Regions from separate parts of the Mus musculus genome. Here region 2 is linked to region 1. The links are chromatin contacts, called in public HiChIP or PLAC-seq maps. All regions are on one chromosome and are shown on one strand. The core of a region is the stretch at or near the end of the contact, and the rest is flanking DNA. Distances in the headings are between cores, read along the strand shown.

Region 1 (6,525 bases), core at 2,997-5,496:
GGATGCTGGGGATGGAACCCAGGCTTCCTGCAGGCTAGGCAATCACTCTATACTGAGGGATGTTCATTTTATATATAACTTAAAAATCATGCAGTACCCTTATATTCTAACTAGAACACATGCGAGTTACTTTCTGCAGTAGGACTTCAGCAGCCCAGGCTGGCTTAGGTCTCCTAGCTTTGCTGCTCGGTCCCTAAGTGCTTAGATTAGCAGAAGGTGGCCTGTTATAGGGGTGGGAATTTGTTTCTATGGATTTCAAAAGTAGTATGTATAAATTGCTAAACCAACTCATGAAAAAATAAACCCCAGCAAGGTGAAGAAACATAAACAAACAAAAAAACAGCCCCCCTCCCCCAACAGCAGCACAGCCACCACCACACACAGCAGGCATGCACTGATGCTGTTGGCCAGTATTCAGGCTCTAACTTCAGACACTAGCTCTTCTACATCTCATCACCAAAAGACAAGGACTCTCCATGAAGTCCACATACATTCTTACGGCAGCCATGGCAAGAAGTCTCTATGCTCTCGATCTGCCGCTCGAGCTCCACAGCTCGGACGCCAGGTGCCAGAGCGCTGCGACACACCCCACAGACAGGTTTCTTCGGCTTCAGACATTCCTGCAGGCATGCAGAGCAAAAGCTAGAACAAGACACACAGAGAACCTGTGTCATGCAAAGAGACAAGACAACAAAAGTGGATCAACTTTTAAAAGACACCAATGAATAATGGACTGGGACAGTGATTCCCTGCTCTTATTCAAATAAAATACCATGCCCTTGGCACAACTGAAAAAAGAAACTGTACCTGTGGTTTGGGACATTATGGAGAAAGGCATGATGTTTGAGCCTTCAAAGCTTAGTCCCTGTCACTAGGGAATCCTGGTAGGGTTTCCTGAGCCCCACTTTCTGGTGTAAAAGGAAGAAGTTCACACCCATCTGCTGGAGATTGACCATGTACTGTGAACACTCATGAAACAAAAGGTGGGAGGGACTGTTACTATCAGAGGTGAAAGCAAAGCATTGTGGGAACACGCAAACCCAGTGGGGCTAGTTATAACCCAAGAACAGTGCTGGTCAGACCTCAGAGGCAGCCTCTGGATCAACCTTAAAACACTGTGATTGACAGACAAGGAGAAAATATTCCATGCCCTCAAATTAAAAGTTCAGTCTGTGCATGGTGGCGCACGCCTTTAATCCCAGCACTTGGGGGCCAGAGGCAGGAGGTTCTCCGAGTTCCAGGCCAACCTGGTTTATAGCAAGTTCCAGGATAGCTAGAGCTACATAGAGGGACCTTGTCTCAAAAAACAAAGCAAACAAATATCAAACCCCAAATTTAAAAGTGTCAAGGGAATTTTACTCACAGGCAGGCAAATTAAACAGTACAGATCATGCAGATCAGAAGCTATGGAGGGAGGGAGGGCACACAGGCTGAAAATTCTCACATATTCAAGAAACTCAAACACCATGATCTAGAGGCAGAGGGGGCACCTGCTGGCTCACAGCACAAGAAGGCTACTAAGGCACAGGACACTAAACTACCAAACTACTTTGACTTATGGTTACATTAACAAAATCTGCTGGAAAAGACCAGGAGATATGTGTGTGCCTCTGTGTGTGTGTGTGTGTATCAGAACTGACCCCCCCCCCACTATCTTTTAAGAAATCTTGATCGTTTCTATTAGGCAAAAATTCTAGTCCTGGCTGGGAGGTGACTAGTTATTTACTAGGAAATGCCCTATCCTTATAACTCTTTTTTTTTTTTTTTGTCCTGTTTGTTGGTTCTGGCTCTCCTAGAACTCACTCTTAAAGACCAGGCTGGTCTTAACTTAGAGATCTGCCTTCCTCTGCCTCCTAAGTGTTGGGATTAAGGGTATACCACCCAGAGTGATGCTGTATTTGAAGAAAACAGTGGTTTCATACGGTGATGAAGGATAACAAACAGCCTGGCAGGTGGAGCATAGGGAGTTCCTCTGAGATGACACTGAATGGAAGGCCACAGAGGAAGGAGTGTGCCAAGTATAGAAAGGAAGGCCTTTGGGGCAGTGATGTGGCAGATCACACAGAGAAAGGGCAAGGCAGGGTGGGCAGGCCCTTTATAGTAGCCCATCATCCCAAGAGCAACTCAAGACAACTGAGGAATCCAAGCCAACATACAGATTAAAGCAGTTGATTTAACAGTCTATCAGATGCTCACAGCCTGCGTGCCTGAGTTATACCCTTACAAGGAGGTTGCATCTAGCTTCCTGTGTCTGGAGCTGACTTTCAGTTTCTACTTCCTAGAAATGGGAGTCAACTAGTTCAGCCTTTCTGTCAGTGCTCTTTAGCATCAAGTTATCTGCGCTCCTCCAGACCTGAAAGGGTGTAGCCACAGGGCTTGACCTGAATTTCATAAAATCAAATGCTCCAACCACAGCTGTAGGACTCTCCAGCTTCAAAGGCAAACATTAAAAATCAAGTTGGCAGAGCCCAAAGCACTTGGAGGAGGCTCAGAGAAGTCAGCTACCCTCACCAAGGTGTGTCTGACTTCAAACAATCTGCTGAGTACGGAGGCTGGTTATGTTTGCTATGCTGGTACTGCTTCTTGCCCTATGATGTAGGAAAAGGTCAAGGAAGCCTCAAAGCCTGGTGCTTTTCAATCAAGTCATGTTTCTTCACAAATGTTAACAGCCCTCACGTGCTCTCCTACCGAATACACCATAGTTTGAACAGTCATTAGTATTTCCTTTAAAAAAATATGAATGTGTGTGCCGTTGAGGACAGCTGGAAATCTGGGGACAGTTTGTGGGAGTCAATTCTTTTACCATGTGGCTCCTCAGGAGCGAACTGAAGTCATCAGGTTTGGTGACAAGAGCCTTCAGCTTCTGAGCTATCTCACTGGCCACTACTTACCAAACAACCTCCTGAGCTGTAAACCCGAGGGCCAAATTGCCTTCTTTTGGTTTTTGTTTGTTTGTTTTTCGAGACAGGCTTTCTCTGTATAGCCCTGGCTGTCCTGGAACTCACTTTGTAGATCAGGCTGGCCTCGAACTCAGAAATCCTCCTGCCTCTGCCTCCCGACCGAGTGCTGGGATTAAAGGCCTGCAACACCACGCCCGGTTCCAAATTGCCTTCTTAACTCTATCCCAAAACAGCAAACAGAGGGCATGCAGACACTCCAGTTAACTGACTGGGAGGGAGTCTGGGTTCGGCTCACGGTGCCGAACACCGGCTTTTATCATCGGACAGAGAGGACATGGTACTCTCTTCTTGGGTCCCTACATGTTGCTCCGTGTAATGAGAAAGCTAGCAGAGTCGAGAGAGAAGTGAGGGAGGTCATCAGGACGGGAGGCCTGAAGTAGTGGCGGCGGGCGATCGGTAACGGCTACCTGTACCTGAACCCAAGCTGGCAGGAGCCCAGTGTCCCTGCAGGCATCCCTCCCACAGTGCTGGGAAGGCCCCGCCTCGCTCCTGGGGACGGTCTGGCAGGCGACGCTGGCCCGAATGAGCGACCCTTGACACTTGCACTTTGATTCACCCGGAAAAAGGCTGGCACTCACAGGACAGCGGCGGGAATGCCTGTGCGCCCAAAAAAGGGTGCTGGAGTTGGGGGGGGTCAGGAAGCCCGATTCCTGGGTGAGCGGCAGTGGGCGGGGCCGCGGAGGGACGTGGTCGAGCATCCTCAGGCTCTTCGGCTACGGTGTGTTTGAAATGTGCAAGAATGGGATTCAAATCCCGCTAAGCGGTCACAGGAGCCAGGGAAAGCCCAGGCCGCCCTCGCTCAACTCCTGAAGCGGCTGCGGCAGCCTGGCCCGCGACACCGGGCTTCACTCACGCCGAGGGAGGCGGCCTCCGCGAGCGAGCACCCCACACCCGGTCCGCGGGTACGGCCGAGCGTCCCGGCACTTCCCTCTTGTTCCAGCCTAGCCCGGGGCCCACTGTCCATACTTAGCCCGGCGGCCTCCCGCGCACTTCGGAGGCGCCGGCGGCGGCCCGGTGAGTCGCGACGCCGAGGCTCGAGGGGGCCCGCTGTGCTCCCTCGTCAGACGCCGCCGGCCGCCCGCCGCCTGCGCACCGCGACCCCTACCCGGCAGGCGCCCGCCACTCACACGTGTCCGCAGGGCACCTGCACCGGCTTCTCGAATACTTCCAGGCACACGGGACACGTAAAGCGGCTGAGGGGGTCCGTCTCGGACGCCGGCTTCGCCGACTGCGCGGCTCCATCTCGGGACTCCGGCTGCGCCGCCGCCATCTTGCCGCTGAGGAGCGTCGCGCTGAGAGAGAAAGAGCCGCCGAGGGGGGCTGGGGGCGGGGCCGCCGTCGTTTGCGCACGCGCTAGGGGCTGAGATGGGCGGAGTCCACAACGCCCCCTCGCCCCCTGGAGCTTTTGAAAGCTGCCGCCCACCAGGTGTGTAGATGGCGTCCCGGGGAGAGCCTAGAGGACGCAGCCACACTGAGCCCACACCTCTCACCCACAGGAACTCAGACCGTGAATGTGTATTGTTATTACAGTTGACCTTAGCTAGCTCACCAACTTGCCCAGTTGAGCTTTGAACTTTCCATCCTCCTGCCTCAGCCTACCAAGTAATTGGCTGTATAGTCTGCACCACCAGGTGTGGCCAGATGATTTGATCTGATTTCTCAGCGTCTTTCCTAACCGGAAAGGAGGAGGCAGGACTTCCTGCCTGCACAGCTAACGGGGTACAAGTGTATCTCACAAACTCCCGTGGCTTGTTAGGTCGATACCACCTCCGTGAACCTTTCCAGTTTTCTAGACATATTTATTGCCCTTTTCCTATGGCTTGTACGTGGCCTGGAAAAATAAAATAGGACAGAGGCTTGGACTGAAGGAGGTATAGTATAACAGGAAGTCACTGGACTGTGCGCGATCAGCCAGTACCTTGAAGACCAAGAGTTCCAGCAGGTGTTGGGTACTGGCAGTGATTGAGTCCAAGATCAACAAGGAGTTGATTATCTGGAAAGCACTGCGTCCAGGGCTGGGGTGTGGCCACCAAGGAAGAGGTCTCCTCTAGCATGGCACACGGGCTCCTGGGTTCCATCCCTAGCAGTGTATATGTCATATTTGGTAGTCCACACTCAGAATCCCCAGCACTTGAGAAATAAAGGCAGGAGGATCAGAAGTTCAGAACTATCTCGGGCAATATAGTGAGTTTGAGGCTAGCCTGGGATACGGGGTGGTATACTCACCTGTAGAAGTCAAAATGTTTTGAGCTTTGAGGTCAGCCTGGATTGCAAAAGAGACCCTTTCTCAAAAACCAAAGCAACAAACAAAATAGGTGCTTCTAAAAAGGTGCACTTCAGGGGCTGGAGTGATGGCTCGGCAGTCAGGAGCACTGGCTGCTCTCACAGAGGTCCTGAGTTCAATTCCCAGCAACTACATGGTGGCTCACAACCGTCTGCAATGGGATTCGATGCCCTCTTCTGGTGTGGCTGAAAACAGGCACTTTGTGTGTGTGTGTGTGTGTGTGTTGGGGGATTCGAGACAGGGTTTCTCTGGGTTCCTGGCTGTCCTGGAACTCACACTATAGACCAGGTTGGCCTTGAACTCAGAAATCCACCTGCCTCTGCCTCCCGAGTGCTGGGATTAAAGGCATGTGCCACCTCCACCCGGCAAGGTACTCCTTTATTAAGTAAATAAATCTTTTTTTTTTTTTTAAGTTGCACTTCAGTATGAGCCTGCAGGTCAGCATGCTGTGACTCTGGTTGTGTCAGGCTGTAGTTCAGTGTGCTTGCGGCCCTGGGTTTGACATCAGCTTTGGAGAACCTGGCTCGTGAAGACTCCAGAACCTACTGTGCTTTTACTGAGCCTGGCTTTTACTTAGCCTTTCCTTCCTTTCCCTTTTCCTTTTTCTTATTTTTTTTATTCATACATGTGTATATATGCACTTGTGTCTGCAGGTGCTTTCAGAGACCTGAAGAGGGTGTTGTATCACCTGGTGTTGGAATCACTGGCCATTTTGAGCCACCCTGTGAGAGTGCTGGGATCAGATGTTCCTGACTGCTGAGCCATCTCCCTAGCCTCTACTATGGTTTTCTTCCTGCCAAGGGATGCTGGTATGTTAACAAGACTCGGCAGGCATGTGGCTTTTCCTTGCTTGCTTCAAAGGGCAAAGATGATCGCTTTCTGCAAATGACCCTTTGAAGCCCTGTGCTTGAAGGCTATACGCTATACACACTAAAAGCCATGACCTCTGGGGACTGTTTTCGGAGCAATTAAACAGCACCCAGATGAGCTCAAGATCCAAGATCCAACCCCCTGAGCTGTGTCTCCTTGGAGGTGGGTTGGGGGGGGGGCAGATCCTCAGTAATGATGCCTCCTAGCCTGTGGCGGTGGCTACCTTTGGACTTTGAAGCACTACAGTTGGGTTTATCTAGAGAGAAAAGGGGAAGACTGTGGAGTGTGAAGGAGTCAGAGAACACATGTGCCTGCTTTGGAGGTGACAACCTCCTCCAAGTCATTGAGCGCTCAATCGAGGAGCTTAGTTGGCCTCCTCCGCCTCCAGATAATTCAAGCTGTACTAGGGCA
Region 2 (6,525 bases), core at 1,664-4,163, 390 kb before region 1:
TTCAAAAGGCGCCCATTCAGCCAGCCTGGGCATCAGGGCCTGGGGACTTGTAATGCCAGACAGTGATTCTAAAAAGCAGCTGAGACTTGGGGGAACCCTGGCTGGTGGCTTTCTTTAGATGGCCATAAGGATTTTCTCCACAGGACTCAAGTGACAAAGGAAAACAAACCTACCTACTACCACTTCCTGTTTAGAGGAGAGAAGAGAGATCTTCATGGACGCATGTTATGGAAATTTCCAAGCACACGAACGTTCTCAGAGCTGAGTGATTAAGAATTTTAATTAAATTAATTAATTAATTAATTAATTTTAAGAATTTGTAGACTCCGGAGCGCAGCGCAGAGCTGTGTGATAGATGTGATGGATGCCTGGGGGATGGGGTGTGTATGGGGGTGGGGTGAGGGTGAGGCCTGCATCTCAAAGGTTTCAGAGGTTGGTAATCACGCTTTGGGGTCCTGTGTTCTACACACATCCTATCACCATACCTTAGTCATGGGGCAAATCCTCGAGGCAAGAGCTGCTGGGAAATGCTAACCAGCAGTGGGCCTCCCCATGATCCTGTCATGAGGTGCAGAGAAAGGTGTTGTCATGGGTGTCTCCGTGCGTGCCACAGGGCCTGTGTGGAGTTTGTTCTTCTTTTCCACCTTTGTGTGGGTTCCGAGGTACTTAGCTTAGGTACCAGGCTTGCATGGTAAGTGCCTTTATCAATGGGGCCATCTTGCCAGCCCTTCCCCACCTTGTTTTTGGAGGCAGGGTCTCTCGAAGGAGACCGTCCCTTCTGCTAGGCTACCTGGCCCTAGGGGTTCAATTGTCACCACCTGCCCAGGCCTGAGACTACAAGACTGTGCCACCACACCTAGCCTTTACTGGGCTGTAGAAGCTTAACCCATGCTCTTGGGCGTTCATGACAGGCAGCTGACTGCCCGAGCCATCTCCCCTGCTCCTGCCCCCCCAGGCACCACAGAAGAGCATAAAGTTTGGACTCTGGGACACAACACATTCCTCACCCCCTGGAGGAGCCTGTGCCATATGGTTTCAGGATCGCATCTAACCATGACTGCCAACTTCAGGAGGCCCCACTTGGCCGGTCTCTGGCTTGGGCTATGCCGTATGGCTGGATAATGCAATAGACACATGTGGGGCCTTTGCATTATCAACAGTAACAGATTAGAGCCAACAACGCTTATTTTAAAATTTCTTCTCTGGGGTATTGTCATCAGGGTTAGGGTAGACATTAATTAATATTTTGCTGATTATGTAAGAAGCCACATGTGGGGACTCAGATCGCTTTTGGCTGGAGACTCTGACTCCCAGCAGCTCTTGCACCAGACGAGGGTAAGGTTTGTGGATGAAGATGAGGAGGGTGGACTTGATCTTGAGGCCACGAGGGGCCATGCAAGAGGTTATATCAGGAGAGAGCCCTGAACAGCATTTAATGCAAATTAAATACAAGGTGGCAGTCAGGCAGAGTCTATGCTGTGATCTGGACAATGTTTGGGAGATCCCAACATGAACCACAGCAACGGGGAGTAACGATCGTCACACTTAAAACGCTGGTCCCGTTTCTCCACCCATTGCCGTCTTTCCTACGTATGCTGCCATGTCTAGGGCACGTTCTTCTTTTAAAAGCACATATTTTTCCCTTACTTAAATATTTATTTTTGAGACAGGCTCTCAGGTCGGCACTGAATGCTCCAAAAAGTATAATGTGGTGTTGAACTCCTAGTCTCCTGACTACATTGCTCGTGTGTGTGTGTCCACCCCAGCTAACCTAGGGGTTTGTGCATGCTAGCCTGAACAAACCCTCTACCAACCAAGTTATCTCCCTAGCCCCAAGTGAGTTTGGTTTCTAGATTGTGTGTGTGTGTGTGTTGTTGTTGTTGTTGTTGTTGTTGTTGCTCTTGGAGATCAGAGGAGGAAATCCGATGCCCTGGAACTGGAGTTACATATGGTTACATGCTGCCAAGTGGGTCCTGGGAACTGGACTCCAGTCCTTTGGCAGAACCAAAAGTAGTCTTAGATACAGAGTGGTCTCTTCAGCCCAAGAATTTAGCTTTTAAAGGAAATCGCCTCACTCCATTGTGCACAACATCCCAGCTGGGGCTTTGCTGCCACTAAGAGACCCCAGATTCTCAGCAGCTTGTTAGGGGTGCTGGTAGCTGTCCTAGAACTCCTTCCTGGCCCTTCAGCCTCAGCCTCTGAAATGTTGGGGTCACAGAAGAGCACCCACACCCACTGTATGACTGGCTGGTCCTGGGATGGGCCACGTCTGTTTGTGTGTCATCCACCCCTGTTCAGCCGCAGACTCAGGAGCACAACTCCATCAAGCCATTGCTGCTACAGAGAGAAAAGAGTCAGACCCAAGGATGGCTTCCGAAGATCCTGTTCAGAAGTTCAGCTCACCTAGTAAAAATCTCCTGTGCCACGCCATCTACTACATGGTCTGCGATGGGAGCCGGGCTCTTGGCCTGTTGTAGTGTTATGTCTTCATTGGATCAGCCTTGTTCACTTGCAGGGATCTATCCTTATCAGGCCCGGGAACCTCAGACATTCCCTAGGAGAAGTGGGCGGGGGAGCTTCTCAGCCCCTCTTCCCATGCGAGTGTGTGTGAGAGTGAGTGAGTGAGTGAGTGAGTGAGTGAGAGTGAGTGAGTGAGTGAGTGAGTGAGTGAGTGAGTGAGTGAGTGAGTGAGTGAGTGAGTGTGCTGTGGTGTGCGCCCTGAGCTGGGCCCACCCGAAGTTCCCGCGTGAACGAACATCGATCGGGTGGGCATTTGCGGAACGATACTGCGGTCCATGAGCAGTTCCAGGCGCGCCCGCCAGGTGTCGCCCCTTCCCAGCGGTCGGAAGGCGCTGCTGAGCGGGCGGGTACCAGGGAGCCGGTGACGCACTGTTTGAACCAAGCTCATCCAGTCGGTCGGTCTCCCAGGTTAGGTTGCTTCTGAAGCCTTGATGCTCACGAGCCGCCCAGCATTTCTACGCGCCTCGTGTTGTATAGATGGGAAGTGAGGTTGAGGGAGTTGTAGAGCCTCAGGGGTCCCAGCTAGTAAATGGGAGACAGAATTCCACCTCGGACTGAGTCAGACACACGAAGAGTTCTGACACCCAGCAGGAGGCAGTAGGATCCATGTTATTTTAATAGGTACTCCGTCTCAGACAGACACTAGGCAAAAACAAACAAACAAACACCTGGGAGACTTCAAAAGTTTGTTGTTGTTTTTTTTTAGTCACTTAACTCTACTTTGAAAATCATTATTATTTTGATTTAGAAATCTCTAGGAGGTTGAGGCATGAGAATCAAGAGTTGAAGGTCAGCTTGATCTTCATAGAAGACATCCTTGGCTCCAAGGAGGAGGAAGAGGAGAAGGAGGAGGAGGGGGAGGGGGGAGGGGGAGGGGGGAGGAGAGGAGAAGGAGGAAGAGGAGGAAAACTACCCACTCTCAGGTCTTGAGGCAGTGCCTTCCTGACAATGATGTTATTCTTATTTCTCTTTGAAATCTTCATGGGCTGGCAAGATAGCTCAGTAGGTAAAGGTGCTTGCTGCCAACCTGGACAAACTTGATCCCAGGGATACACATGGTAGAAAGAGACTGCTTCTGCAAGCTGACCTTCACAAACATGCTGTGGTGTGAGTGTGCATACATACATACACACAAATAAATAAATAAATAAAAGAATGTCATTTCTTTAAAATTGTTTTTTTCTTCTTCTTCTGGTTTTTCCAGACAAGGTTTCTCTGTGCAACAGCCCTGGCTGTGCTGGAACCTGCCGATTTGTAGACCAGACTGACCTCGAACTCACAGAGATCCTCTTGCCTCTGCCTCCTGAGTGCTGGGATTAAAGGCATGCACCACCATGCCTGGCGTAATCTTTTAATCTTAAAATAAATCAGCTAAGAAATGAACACATATGGGAAAATGTTGTAATAGGAAACTGAGACCAGGGTGGGGGGGTGTTGACTTTGTAGTGCATGGCTCCTACGTGTAGAGTCACAACTCTACCCTAGACTGAGTTAGAGGGCTAGGACTCGGCTGCCTAAAGAGAGTGGGTTGTTCTCTGCGTCTGCTGACTGCCAGACCCGGTACCTCTCCTCCACCTCCCCTCCTGCAAACCCTCGTGGTCACTGTGTCTCAGGGATTGTTGCTGAGAGAGCCAGGAGGTAGGTGCTAGGCACGTGAGCAGATTCCTGTCCTCCCTGTTGCTCCACACCCTGTTCTGAGCAAGTTTGTTTTCTTTTTCCCCCTCTTAACAATGCACCTTGGTGATCCCTCCAGACCAACACCAGGAAAACGTGCTTCACACATTCCACAGTGCGAACATAAACTTGAACCTCGATGGGTGCCTGGCCATAGCTGTTTCTAAGCTTTGTAGCTAATAAACACCACACAATTATCGCCTGTGCGCTCAAGCCACTGCTCTGTTCCCTCTGATGCACTCCTAGAGACTCTGCTGTCCGTCACAGGACACAGGCTTTTGAAACTTCCACAATGATTGTCTAAATGTTTAAGGTTGAACCTACTCAGAGACATTCAGCCCAGATGCCAGGGAGGCCCTGGTTTTTCCTGCCTGGAGCCCGGGCCCACTACAGTCAGGCTCTATCTCCACCTGGCCAGTAGAGGACATAACTGTCCACAAGGTCTAGCCTGGAGCACTCATCATTTTATGTTAGGGCTTGAGTTTTAAAGTGCGTGTCCAGGATCAGTGAGGCGGCTCAACGGGTGAAGCAGCTTGCCACCAAGCCTGATGACTTGAGTTCGATTCCCTGGACCTGTATGGTGGAAGGAGAGAACAGACTCATTTGACAACACACACACACACACACACACACACACACACACACACCATGGCCTGCACATGCCCCTTCCCGGCCAAATAAATTTGAAAACATACTCTCTAAGAGATGCATGTGTGGGCCATTTGCCTTGCTTTTCTGTAGAGAGGCGAGTGTTTTGTTTATTCGTTTGTTTTCCCTATTTCTCTACTTCTAGCGAACAGTTGTATTTCTGACGGCTTGGCAGGATTGCTTCTTAAATGTTTATTTTAAGACAGGAGCTTGCTCTGTAGCCCAAGGGCTGACATGACAGGTGTGTGTTTACTCGGGGCTGGGGGGGTCTTTACTAGGGCTGAGGGAGTGCAGAGTTTGGCATCACATATGTTAGCAATGTACATGTTTTAAGCATATGTATGAAACAAAGACAGAACCCTCACGGGCCATGGCGGTTCACCCTCTCTTCTCTAAGTGTGCCTTTGCACTAAACTTATTTATTGTCTGTTTAAGGATTTTTAGTGGTGTAACAGGAAAGTCAGAAGTCCAAGGTCATCCTTGAGGACATAGCAAGATGGACCACGACAAGTCGCCCTGACGAACACAGCATCTGATCCACACCACCCTCCACGGGGTCTGACGAACACAGCATCTGATCCACACCACCCTGCACGCCGTCTGACGAACACAGCATCTGATCCACACCACCCTCCACGGGGTCTTTTTGTTTGTTTGTTTGGGTTTTTTTGTTTTTGTTTCGAGACAGGGTTTCTCGGTATAGCCCTGGCTGTCCTGGAACTCACTCTGTAAACCAGGCTGGCCTCGAACTCAGAAATCCGCCTGCCTCTGCCTCCCGAGTACTGGAATTAAAGGCGTGCGCCACCACGCCCGGCCCTCCATGCGATCTTAAGAAGATCCTGCCAACAAGACCAACCACCCGCTCCAGCTCCATTTTACAGATGGGCAAACCGAAGCTCAGAGGAGAAAGGTTTCACCTAAGGTCTCATGGCTGCTGAGTGACAGAGGGCTCAACTCCATATCCATATTTCTTTGCTACTTCTGCCATTACCCACTGTGACCCTTCTGCCTGAGGAACAGCCTTGGTGAACCGAGAGGGGTCCCACTCTGTACCCTCCGCCGGAAATATCTGTAGTTCAAGGTCCTGGCCACTGAGAGGCGCTGGAGACACGTTCCTTGCCTGGTGAGTAGGGCCAGGAACAGACTCCCTCCAGGCAGAGTCTCTGCTAGCTGGGGTGGCTCGGGGCAGAGCGACTATCTCCTGTCACACATGGGCAGCTCCTTCGGCCTTCACTTCCCTACAGGGACTTCAGGGTTGCAGAGCTGTGTGGCCCAGCTCAGCTGGGGACATGCTTTCCTGAGGCCGTCATCTTTCTCTGGGGATGGGGCTGTCCTGCACCCAGCAGGGAGTTTAACAGTGGTAGCTCTTCCCACTGAAATAGAGTCCAAGCCGTCTCTAGACTTTCCCGTGTGCCCCGTGGGAGGGCAGCGCATGCCCCCGCAGATGAGAATTTCTTTTGCACAGGTCACGTAGGGGACAGAATTCAACTCTGGCTCTGCTTCACACACAAGGACAGACCAGTGGCCTGCGAGGCAAGGATGGGCGCCAGACACCATGGTGATAACAGAGGGTGGAAGCTCAGAGAGGTTCGGAACCTGCCCACCCAGCTTCAGTGTCTGCGCCCCTGACCACTATGCCCCGTGGCCAGCAGAGAAACACGCAGCATTCATTCATGCCTCTCA

The links. HiChIP or PLAC-seq counts read pairs in DNA pulled down with a chosen protein or histone mark.
Region 2: a contact with region 1 is called in an H3K4me3 HiChIP or PLAC-seq map of bone marrow-derived macrophages, with 4 times the contacts expected there. The contact joins the enhancer-like site here to the promoter of Rnf114 in region 1. A contact is called at or near these places in 2 of 15 datasets of contacts at CTCF or cohesin (both in the NIH/3T3 cell line), 8 of 484 Hi-C or Micro-C datasets (the 4T1 cell line, the G1E-ER4 cell line, embryonic stem cells and 2 more), 22 of 115 datasets of contacts at active chromatin or transcription factors (T-cell acute lymphoblastic leukemia, bone marrow-derived macrophages, cardiomyocytes and 15 more) and 3 of 9 other capture datasets (adipose tissue, embryonic stem cells and pancreatic islet).

What each region holds. Positions count from the first base shown.
Region 1 is chr2:167,501,164-167,507,688 of GRCm38.p6, reverse strand. It overlaps Rnf114 (ring finger protein 114), which reads right to left and starts at 4,246. Exons shown (of 6, transcript NM_001360930.1): 1 at 4,088-4,246; 2 at 492-642. The coding sequence starts at 4,230.
Region 2 is chr2:167,891,574-167,898,098 of GRCm38.p6, reverse strand. No RefSeq gene overlaps it. Among named protein-coding and RNA genes, the nearest start is that of Gm33033, 17 kb to the right of the region's middle. Within about 2 kb of position 2,913, at least 48 of the 459 cell types and tissues checked have an H3K27ac peak or open chromatin away from gene starts, as enhancers often do. A contact at or near this core is called in the 4T1 cell line, the G1E-ER4 cell line, adipose tissue and 3 more, where this site is marked.